2 separate regions of the Sus scrofa genome follow, and region 2 is linked to region 1. The links are chromatin contacts, called in public Hi-C maps. All regions are on one chromosome and are shown on one strand. The core of a region is the stretch at or near the end of the contact, and the rest is flanking DNA. Distances in the headings are between cores, read along the strand shown. Region 1 has its middle 15 kb from the start of LBR. Region 2 holds the start of SRP9 (signal recognition particle 9 kDa protein).

What was found. A called contact is a pair of places that touch in the nucleus more often than the background predicts.
Region 2: a contact with region 1 is called in a Hi-C map of fetal heart ventricle, with 2.8 times the contacts expected there. The contact joins the promoter of SRP9 here to the enhancer-like site in region 1. A contact is called at or near these places in 3 of 47 Hi-C or Micro-C datasets (epiblast stem cells, fetal heart ventricle and heart right ventricle) and 1 of 2 datasets of contacts at active chromatin or transcription factors (alveolar macrophages).

The regions. Positions count from the first base shown.
Region 1 is chr10:13,429,335-13,434,785 of Sscrofa11.1, forward strand. No RefSeq gene overlaps it. Among named protein-coding and RNA genes, the nearest start is that of LBR, 15 kb to the left of the region's middle. Within about 2 kb of position 3,432, at least 48 of the 83 cell types and tissues checked have an H3K27ac peak or open chromatin away from gene starts, as enhancers often do. A contact at or near this core is called in alveolar macrophages, where this site is marked.
Region 2 is chr10:13,709,004-13,714,454 of Sscrofa11.1, forward strand. SRP9 (signal recognition particle 9 kDa protein) reads left to right here and starts at 2,535. Exons shown (of 3, transcript XM_003130540.6): 1 at 2,535-2,758. The coding sequence starts at 2,687.

The DNA of each region.
Region 1 (5,451 bases), core at 2,182-4,681:
GTCACCAGGAAGGGTGACATTTCCATACTACCCCGCTGAGTCGGCTCCAATGGGACCCTAATCCCTGTTCTCCTGGAGCCCAGTCTCCCAGGAGTTGTGAGGCAGCTCCCCTCCCCTCCCTCCAAAGCTGCCCTCCGGGCTGGCCTTGACCTCTGGCCCCACAGTAGGGTCTAGTCCAGAATTGAGCAACGGTGAAGGGGCCGACAGTCATGCTGGTCAATCTGTCCTTCTGTCCCTTCCCATCCAAGGATTCCAAACAGTCGCCACTATAACGGGGCTTCTTCCCAGAACGGCCAGTTTTCACAGCATCACCAGATGGTCTGATTTCATTTTATTTTCCTGGCAGAATTAGACTTGGTTCTGGAATCGTGATGGATTTTAGTCAAGGTTCTATTGACCAAAAGCATCTCTTTGGGATCAGGAGAACTTTGGAAACCTGCAGGGTTCCAGGAAAACATTCAGCGTCTTAGACACACCTCTGTACGTGTCTCTGGACTTTTCATCTAACTGAAGCACAGCGAAGGTTTATGCCTTGAACCAAGCACACAGCAGAGAGGTTTCTGTGAAGCTGGCCTGGTTAAGAGTCTTGCAATTCTCCCAGAAGCTTATTCTCGTGGTGTAAATTCGACTCATTTCTCACAGCTCTCTGTTCTCAAAAGCCTCTCATTCTCCGCACTCAGGCTCAGCATTTGGCTATAATCCCACAGGATGATAAACAGGTGGAGGGCACTGCATCCTGCTCCCTCAGGGTCTGGCCCCTCTGCGGCCCAGATCACAGGTTGGCAGTCAGGGCTTGGCTTCTTTTTTTGTGGAAGTTCCCGGGCCAGGGGTCGAACCCCCACCACAGCAGTAATCAGAAACACAGCAGTGACAACGCTGGATCCCTAACCCACTGAGCCACTAGGGAACTCCAGGTCTTGGCTTCTTTTCCTTCCCAGCCCCTACCTTCTGTCCTGGCCCTGCCAGAGATTTAGAAAAAGCTCAATCCAGAGTTCCAGTCGTGGCCCAACAGGTTAAGAACCTGACTAATAGCCATGAGGATGTGGGCCCCGCTCAGTGGGTTAAGGATCTGGTGTTGCCATGAGCTGTGGGTAGGTCAAAGATGCAGCTCAGATCCGGATTGCTGTGGCTGTGGTGTAGGCCTGCAGCTGCAGCTCCAGTTCAACACCTAGCCTAGGAACTTCCATATGCCATGGGCGTGGCCCTAAAAAGCAAAAAAAAAAAAAAAAAAAAAAGGAAGGAAGGAAGTCCCCATTGTGGCTCATTAGAAACAAACCTGACTAGCATCCATGAGGACATGGTTCGATCCCAGGCCTCGCTCAGGAGGTTAAGGATCCTGCGTTACTGTGGTTGTGGCATAGGCCAGCGCTACAGCTCTGATTCCATATGCCAAATGTGTGGCCCTAAAAAGACAACCAAACAAAAAAAGACTTAATCCTGGTAGAACTGGGTGTGAGCCACGCTCTTGTTTCTACCTTGTTCACACATCTTGGGCTGCAAGTGTGTCAGATGGCTGTAAAATAAACTGTCTGCACGTGAGGAATGAAATGGGACCGATGTTCCCTTCCTCCACCCAGAAAGACAGACAGGCTTCATGATCCCCAGCCAGGGTCTCCAAGAGAAAAGGAGAGATGAAGACAGAAGGCAGCCTGATTCTTGATAATTCAGGGGCTGCTCAGGCCCGAGAAAAATCCTCCTTCCTGTGTTCCTGTCCCACTGAAAGCTTCAGGACTCCCCATGAATGTACGGGGTGAGGAGGGGTCTCCAGAAATCAAACGTCCCCCTCAAGAAGGTACAGGCTCGAAGTCAGATTAGTTTAGGAAAATGATGCTTGTTGTGATACAAGCGTAATAGACATCCTAACTTTTACTCCCAAAGGCAATTCTTTGCAAAGAGGATGAGGAAGCAGAAGGAAACTGGAGGGGAAGGTACAGCTCGGTGTCCGGCACCAGGACACCAACAGGATTAAGCCATGCCCCTTCAGTGGCCTCTGCTTCATTCCCCCCCACCCCCGGGTGGCAGGCATCATCAGAGCTGACTTCTGTTGAGCGCTTATTGCGTGCCCGCACTTACAGAATTGAAATCTCTGCCTGTGTTGTTTAATCCTCATGACAACCCCATGAGGTAGGTATTATTATTATCACTCCTATTTTGCGGATGCCTGATTGAGGCACAGAGAGGTTGGGTCACTTGCCAGGTCACACGGCCAGCGCAGGCTGAGCCACCTTCTCTCCGGGGCTCTTGTGCTGCCCCCCGAGAGACAAGGGGGTCACGGTGAACTGGATGGACACCACGAACACCCCCGAGGTGTCTTCTACCCTCGGCCAGCCCCCTCCCAATGACTCGACAAGTGACCAGGGAGGGCAGGAGGAGGAAGGTGGATGGGTTGTTCTTAGGGACTGTGCGTGTCACAGTTTGCACAACACTCGCACATGTCCTCATCTCAGCCTCCCCACAACTGCCAGAGGAAACAGAGACCCAGGAAGGAGGTGACGGGCTGGAGCCACTGCAGCCGCTGAGAGCGGAACCCATCCAGGGTCCTGGGGGTGCTTCTCGCTCCCCTCAGCCTTGGCAAGTTCAGGGGATGCTGCTGGCCCCGTTGGTGCAGCAAAGACAGATTGTGTTTGTAGCTGCCCCGGGTGTATAAGCATCAACTACGCGGGAGGCCTTTCTGAGCCAGTGTTAAGTTCAAGTTCCCCACGTCCTGACGCTATAGGACAGGAGCGGGGACCCGTGCTCCGCTTCAAGAGCTTGCACTCACCTGCTGCGTTTGCCTCCGGGGAGCCGCCCTTTCTGTGGCTTGGGCGTTTGAGCTCATTTCCTGTCCCAGCTCCCCTCCCCCCACCCGCTCCCCGCACTCTTCCCTCCCCCACGGTCCCGGCCCCTCTCTACTCGAGGATGCGCGCGTCCTTCAGCAGAGGATGGGTGTGGCCGGGGCGGGGGCGGGGCTGTGGAGAAGCGACTCGCCCCGCCCCCCGGGGGGCAGGAGGCGAAGGCGGGGCGGGGGCGGGGCTGAGGAAGCCTCGCCCCCTTCGCGGAAGTGGCGCCAGGATGAAGGTGCGGGCGGAAAGGCGCTAAGGGCTGGAGAGCCAGCCTCCCAGGGAAGGATCAGAGGCTTGCGATTGACTGGCCCCCTTGGAGAAGAGAAAGATAAGGAGCTTTCTGGGGCACCTGCTCCAAGGAAAGGACATTGTTCTTTTAAAACATGCGTTTGCGTTTGAAGCATGCGTTTCAAACAAGAAGGAGAAAACGTGAACTTTAGCAGGGGACCTGCAAGTTAAGTCTACCAAGTTAGACTCACAAGCACATCCCAAGGTTCAGGAAACTGAGAGCTACAAGGTGGAGATGAGACGACCTCCTGCCCCGGGCCTGACATGGCCAAGCCCCACGTCCGGGTGAGTGGTCCCAGTGAAAAGCAACGATCGTTGGGGTGGCTTGGAAAGAGCTTCTCCAAAACCAGATACCTTCTTCGAAGGCTCCTTCCAGAAACACGCAGGAACCAAAGCCCGGGCAGGAAGTGCCTCGCGCTCCTCTTCATCCCTGTGGACGAGGTCTTTAAAGACCCCGGAACCTTCCTGCCAGGATCAGGAGGGTTTGCACCAGGTGATCCCTGAGGGTCTTCCCACCCCGTGATTTGAACCCCCCAGATTGAGTGCATAAAATGCAATGAGAAGGAGGGAGGACAGACTTGAAGAGGGCTTATTTTAAAAGTGCCCACACCCACTAATTAGCTGCATTTTCACCAGTTCACACTCAAATCTGAGACATGCGTTGCTGGCCCTTGTGCAATTCCTCTGGCTTCACCAGGCCTCCATATCCGCACCCATCCCCCTGGATTTATTCAGGTCTCTGCCTGAGGGTCCCTTAGAAAAGTCTTTCCCGACCCCCTGTTCTAACAGATAAAAAAGTCTTTTTATAGTATAGGTATGTCCCATGCAATGTTTGGGAACGACCTGTACTAAAAAATTGTTGTGACCCTGAAACTGAAATTGAGCTGAGCATCCTGTATTTTTATTTGCTAATCAGATCCTAAGGCAGGGGGACTCTGCACTCCTGACCTCCTGACTGGAGGTCCTTTTGCCAGTTGGAGTTTCCAGGGACAGCAGGCAGGGCTACAGGGGCCACCCCTGCACCAGCCCTGCCCCTCCCGCCAATGGAAGGCAGATCCTCTTCTGGGGAGGGTCCTGTGGACCTGCAGAGTTGTGTGTGGTTCTCTGGGCTGGTTATGAGTTAAGTGCATTCTTCTCCCTCCTTTGCCCGGCTTCCCACCCCAGATGCTCAGGTATTCTACCTGAGTCCCCAGGAGATCACACACTGCAATCAACTCCATACACAGACGTAGGTACAGGACGCTCAGGTAACTGCTCCACGCAGATGTCAGGAAGGCTGAGATTTTCCCCTGCTCCTCAAGGGTTCTTTTGATTGCTCTATAATGAAATTGACACAAGACAGATAACTAGGAGAAAGAAACAATTTAATTTGTATGCGCAGAGGTCTCATGGAAATGGGATTCCCAAAGTGACCAAAGCAGGCTTTTTTTTTTTTTTTTTTTTTTTTGACTTTTTAGGGCCTCACCCGCAGCACATGAAGTTTCCAGGCTAGGGATCTAATCGGAGTTGCAGCTGCCTGCCTACACCGCAGCCACAGCAACTTGGATCCCACACCACAGCTCAAGGCAATGCCGGATCCTTAACCCACTGCTCGAGCCCAGGGATCGAATCCACATCATGGATATTAGTCGGATTCATTACCGTTGAGGCACGATGGCAACTCCAGGGCGTACTGTTATGGGGTCTAAAACAAACCTGCTGTGGAAGACCCAAAACGAAGGTCCGGTATCGTGTGCTCCCCTCCGGGCTCTGCTCCCTTGTACTGTAATTGAGCAGGGCCCCACGAGGTCTTCCCAAAGTGGACGCCCAGTCAGGTCCTTTACCTGCCTTTTTATCTTTTAAAAAAACTTTAGTCAAAGAATCAATTTAATGAGAGAAGTGAGAAAATACAGAGAAAAAGGAAAACAATCAAGCAAAACAGAATGATAGTTTAGCCATTCAGCAAAGTCAAGGACCTTCCGTCCTTTTCCAAAGACTGTAGGTACTATTCTGAGCCAGGTCCTTGGAGCTGTTTTGCAAGTGCTGAAGCCCCCACCGGGTGGAAGAAGTCAAGTGCATGCTGGCCACAAGCTCATAGACCCCAGACTGGCTGGAACCAGAAGGTTGATGACGCTGACACCCAATGACCTCATCACCCACCAATCAGAAAATGCGCATGAGCTGACCACGCCCGGCTCTTCAAACACTAGAAGACTCCTCCCTCCCCCTCCAAGGGTGGGGGGCACACTCCTCTAGGCACTAGCCTGCTGTTCCCCTCTTTGCCTGGCAATTAAAGCTACTTTTTGTGTTTCCCCCAGCTCTGTGTCCGACTTTCTATTTAGCATCAGACTACAGAGGGAGC
Region 2 (5,451 bases), core at 1,285-3,784, 280 kb after region 1:
GGTTTGATCCCTGGCCTCGCTCAGTGGGTTTAGGATCCAGCATTGCCATGAGCTGTGGTGTAGGTCACAGACTTGGCTCAGTTCCCATGTTGCTGTGGCTGGGGTGTAGGCCGGGAGCTGCAGCTCTGATAAAACCAAAAACCAAAAAAACGCTCTTTTTATCAGTGTCTTTGGACCATTTTCTTACCACCTTTTCTGCTGGTGGTTAAGCTCTTATAAAGAAACGGAAGTTTTTGTCGTGGCGCAGCGGAAACAAATCCGACTAGGAACCACGAGGTGTCGGGTTGGATCCCTGGCCTTGTTCAGTGGGTTAAGGATCCAGCATTGGACCCCTAGCCTGGGAACCTCCATGTGCTATGGGTGCAGCCCTGAAAAGACAAAAAAAAAAAAAAGGAAAAGTAGAAAAAAGCTGCCTTTACTCTTCCACCCCTTCAGCCTCTTTCAATTAGTTCCACACAAACCCCAGTCTGACCACGGTTCTCTGGCTGAGGTCACCAGTGACCCCTCAATGACAACAATTAATGGACTCATTTATTTATTTATTTATTTATTTTTGCTTTTTAGGGCAGTACCTGCAGCATATGGAAGTTCCCAGGCTAGCGGTCAAATTGGAGCTGCAGCTGCAGGTCTACACCACAGCCACAGCAGCATGGCAATGCTGGATCCTGAACTCACTGATCGAGGCCAGGGATCGAACCTGAGAACTCATGGACACTCATCGGGTTTGTCACCACTGAGCCACGATCGGAACTCCTCAATGGACTCAGTTCTCTTCGTAGCTGTGCCATCTGACACCCCTGACTGGTCCCTCCGCAGAACCCTCTCCTCCGACCACTTCCCAGACACGCCTGATCTCCTCCCCCACTGCCTCCTTTGTGAATCCCTCTCCGACCCTTTGTACATGTGGTTGTTTCCCAGGGTTTGTCCCTGGTCTTCTACTGCTGTGTCCTCTCCCCAGGTAAGGCTCAACCGAGCCCTATCTGCTGATGATGCCTGCTTCGTACCACTCCTGGAGATACCCAGCTAAGCTACCAGACATCTGCACCTCGATAGCCCAAGGATACTTCAAACTCATCACATCCAGAACAGAACTCATTGTCCTCCCCAATCTCCCCAAACCTGTTCTTCCTTTTCCCCTGTATCAGTCAATGGCCTCCCCACCTTCCCTGGCCTGAGAGGCATTCTACTCTTTCCTCACCTGTGTACCCCACATCATTCATGACATAAATCTCAAAATGGCATCCTCTTCTCCATTCCTAAACTAGTGCCTTAATTCAGATCCACAGCTCTTAAGTCTGTATTATTATTATTATTATTTCTTTTTAGGGACACACCCATGGCATATGGAGGTTCCTGTAGCTGCTGGCCTACACCACAGCTCATGGCAATGCCAGATCCTTAACCCACTGAACAAGGCCAGGAATTGAAGCTGTGTCCTAATGGATGTTAGTCAGATTTCCACTGAGCCACACTGGGAACTCCTCCTCTTTTTGCCTATATTATTGCATGAGCATCTTAGGAGGTCTCCTTGCCTCCAGGCTTGCACCACTTCACCTCAGTCTTTGTGTGCAGCCAGAGCCGGATAAAATGCAAATCTGCTTAAAGCCCTTCCATGGACAGGAAAACTAATCTATGGTAGCAGAAAGCAGATCAGTGAGTGGGGGCAGCTGTGAGGGTGGTGGGATTGAATATAAAGAAGCATAAGGGAGCTTTCTGGAGATGAAGAGATGTTCTGTATCTTGATTATGACATATAGGCATATACCCAATGGGAATATATAAATATATTTTTCAAAAATGCATCAGCCTATATGCTTAAAATTAGTATGTTTTATTACATAAAATATACTTCAATAAACTTGATTAAGGAAAAACACCCTTCTGATCACTCCATTACTTAGAGAACAGAGTTCAAATTTCTTCTCCTGGCTTAAGTGACGACATGATTCCTTCCATTGATTCTTCCCTTCCCCCACCCCGCAAACACTCCTCACATTAAATACTCTACAAACCTCAAACGGGCCTAGATGTCTTGGCCGGCCTGGACTACCTGTTATAGAACATCCACCATGTTTATCAAGATTCAGCCTGCACCAACATCATTAGCGATCCCTCCACCCACACGTGATCATCCTTCCTTTGTGTTCCGATGTCCCGAAACAAATGTCTATCATATAAAGTCTTTGGCTGCATTCTTGTGCTTATGTCTCATTTCCCTTTTACTAAGCTGTAGGTGTGACAGCTGCACCCTATCATCTTCGTTTTTGCAGCTCCAGCGCTTTTCACTGAGCCGCTCAATCTTTGCAGAAGGAACCTGGGCTTTAGAAGAGCTGGTCAGCCCAAAAGACTGCGGGACAGACCCTCCCACTGCTCCTCCAGTCCTATAGAGGGCGCTGTGGTGGCCTCCGTCATCGCTCTGCTCTCAACTCCTCGGGGCCAGCTCTCAGAGCCGTATGCTCGGGGCTCCGCCTCCTCCTGGGCAATATCCCTCCTTCCCATTGGGCGAGGGCAGTCCGGACCGCCCAATGGAGCGAGGCGTTGGTGCGAGGAGGGGCCACCATCTTTGAGCGGTTGGGCCCCTGCCTCGGTGAGTGGCTGCGGGAGGCAGGGAGGTAGGTGGGCCACGGAGTATAGCCGCGCCTCGGGTCTTCAGCGGTGCGTGTCAACTGTGCCCCCGCGGACCCACGATGCCGCAGTACCAGACTTGGGAGGAGTTCAGCCGCGCGGCCGAGAAACTCTACCTCGCTGACCCCATGAAGGTAAATCGCTGGCGGGGTCTGTGCATCTGTCTCTGGGTCAGGATGGCTTTTTTCCCCGCCGCTCGGCCTCCGGAGCTTCTCCAGCTACTTAGGAGGTGCTGAGAGTGAGGAGAGACGGACCCCGCCAAGTGTGATTGTTTCTTCCGTCTCCTCCCTTATTAACGCCCCCAGGAAGCCCGGAAACCGGCAAAATCAGGGGTCATTTCAGGGCTTTTAGGAAGACGCCGCCCGAAATCCCTGAACTTAACCTCGATGGTCGCGGGTTTACGTGTCTCTAAGGGCGGGGCTCCTCCCCCTACTGGTTCAACCTTCTGTCCCTTAGTGTCTTAGTGCCCTTTTCCGGTATCACCTCGTATAAGAAAAAACGGTGATGTTTTTCTGCGACAGCAGAGAAGTTGTTGAAAGACCTCAATTTGGAGGTGTCTATAGCCCTTAGAAAGGCGGCTGTAGGTCACTTTGCTGTACAGCAGAAATTGACAGAATATTGTAAATCAACTGTAATAAATTTTTTTTTAAGTGGCTCTAAATTTTTTGGAAGTCAGTGCCCTCGTGAGAACATGAGAATGCTTGCACGCTTTCCTCAGAAAAGTGCACTTATACGTAAATGTTTGTAAATAACTGGGAGGTTCAAGGATCCCTGTAATTCATGGCCCCCACCAAAAAGTAAGCGGATCCCAGAGGTTTGCTTATTATTAAAGAGCAAAGAAGTCACAAGACGGACAGTTTAGCATTTGGGTCCTGATTTTTCTTCCTGTTGAGTTTTATTATCATCTAAATGCTAGTTGAAGCCGCTCCTCAATTAAAAATCTTGTTTGCTTTTTAGACCTAGGTAAGTAACAGGTGCTATAAAACATTCTTAGTTCCATTCTTTGCAATAAAATGATGTAATAATAAATGATGAAATGAGTTAGATATTATTGAAATTGAGTACTTTGTTTATGACACAATTTCTAGTTCCTCCATTTGGTTGATTTCCTTTGCTCATAGGGCCGTTTGTTTCTTTGTTCAAGCAGTGTACCATGAGGACAGTACAAGATTTTTGTCCAGAAGTACCCAGTGTAAACTGAAAATATTTGAAAAGATAGTAAAGAACATACAAATTCACATCGAGAGGAATCATTTTAAGAATGTGGTCATAATGGCAGGGAAAATGAAAATCAAATGGTAATTACAGAGCATTGCTGAGAATAAAGCCTAGTATAGGCAGGGAACCTTTGGGCTCTTTATCCATTCAGAAAATCCCAGTGGCCAAAAAATTTATGCCTCCTCATAATATCCTTCCACTGGTTTTTGGCTGATTTTTTTTTTTTTTTTTTTTTTTTTTTGTCTTTTGTCTTTTTGTTGTTGTTGTTGCTATTTCTTGGGCCGCTCCTGCGGCATATGGAGGTTCCCAGGCTAGGGGTTGAATCGGAGCTGTAGCCACCGGCCTACGCCAGAGCCACAGCAACGTGGGATCCGAGCCGCGTCTGCAACCTACACCACAGCTCACGGCAACGCCGGATCGTTAACCCACTGAGCAAGGGCAGGGACCGAACCCGCAACCTCATGGTTCCTAGTCGGATTCGTTAACCACTGCGCCACGACGGGAACTCCGGCTGATTTTTTTTGATAGGAGGGTGAGGGGTTGTGTGGGGAGAGGGAGCTTGACCGACAGTTTTATTGAGAACCTGCTCTGTGACAGGAGTTTTATGTATGTTTACTCATATAGTTTATGTGAACAGTTAAGACAATCTCTTGAGGTAGAGGAATAAACATCCTTAAGATGCATTAAATGATTTGCCTAGTCTCTAAAAGATTAAGCTAAAATTTGAACCCATGTCTCTAAACCCCACGTCCATGCTCTTTCTACCAGTCCATACTTCTGGGACCAAAGAAGAAAAGAAATTTTGTCAGAACTCATTACAGTCTAATTTACAGAACTCTGTCTTCTGTCCCTGTTGGTTATATCCATCACCTTTTACCATTCTCTCTTGCATCTGCTCTAATTGAAGATGATTTTATTGTTGGACCATGAAATAATCTCTTAGTCAGTCTGGCTGCCTATTTTAAAAATCTCTTCTTCATGGACTTCCCATCGTAGGTCAGTGGTTAACGAATCCGACTAGGAACCATGAGGTTGTGGGTTCAATCCCTGGCCTTGCTCAGTGGGTTAAGGATCCGGCGTTGCCGTGAGCTATGGTGTAGGTCACAGACTCAGCTCGGGTCTGGCATGGCTGTGGCTGTGGTGTAGGCCGTCAGCTACAGCTCTAATTCGACCCCTAGCCTGGGAACCTCCATATGCTGCAGGTGCGGCCCTGAAAAGACAAAGACAAAAAAAAAAAAATTAAAAAGAGGAGTTCCCATGGTGGCGCAGTGGTTAACGAATCTGACTGGGAACCATGAGGTTGCGGGTTCGATCCCTGCCCTTGCTCAGTGGGTTAACAATCCGGCGTTGCCGTGAGCTGTGGTGTAGGTCGCAGACTCGGCTTGGATCCCGCGTTGCTGTGGCTCTGGTGTAGGCCGGTGGCTGTAGCTGCGATTCAACCCCTAGCCTGGGAACCTCCATATGCCGCAGGAGCGGCCCAAGAAATGGCAAAAAGGCCCCAAAAAAATAAATAAATAAATAAAAAGAAATGAAATCCCTTCACTCTCATAGCAACAGCTGTCTAAAACACACAAATTGGGTTCTCAGTTTCCTGCTTTATAATTAAAAT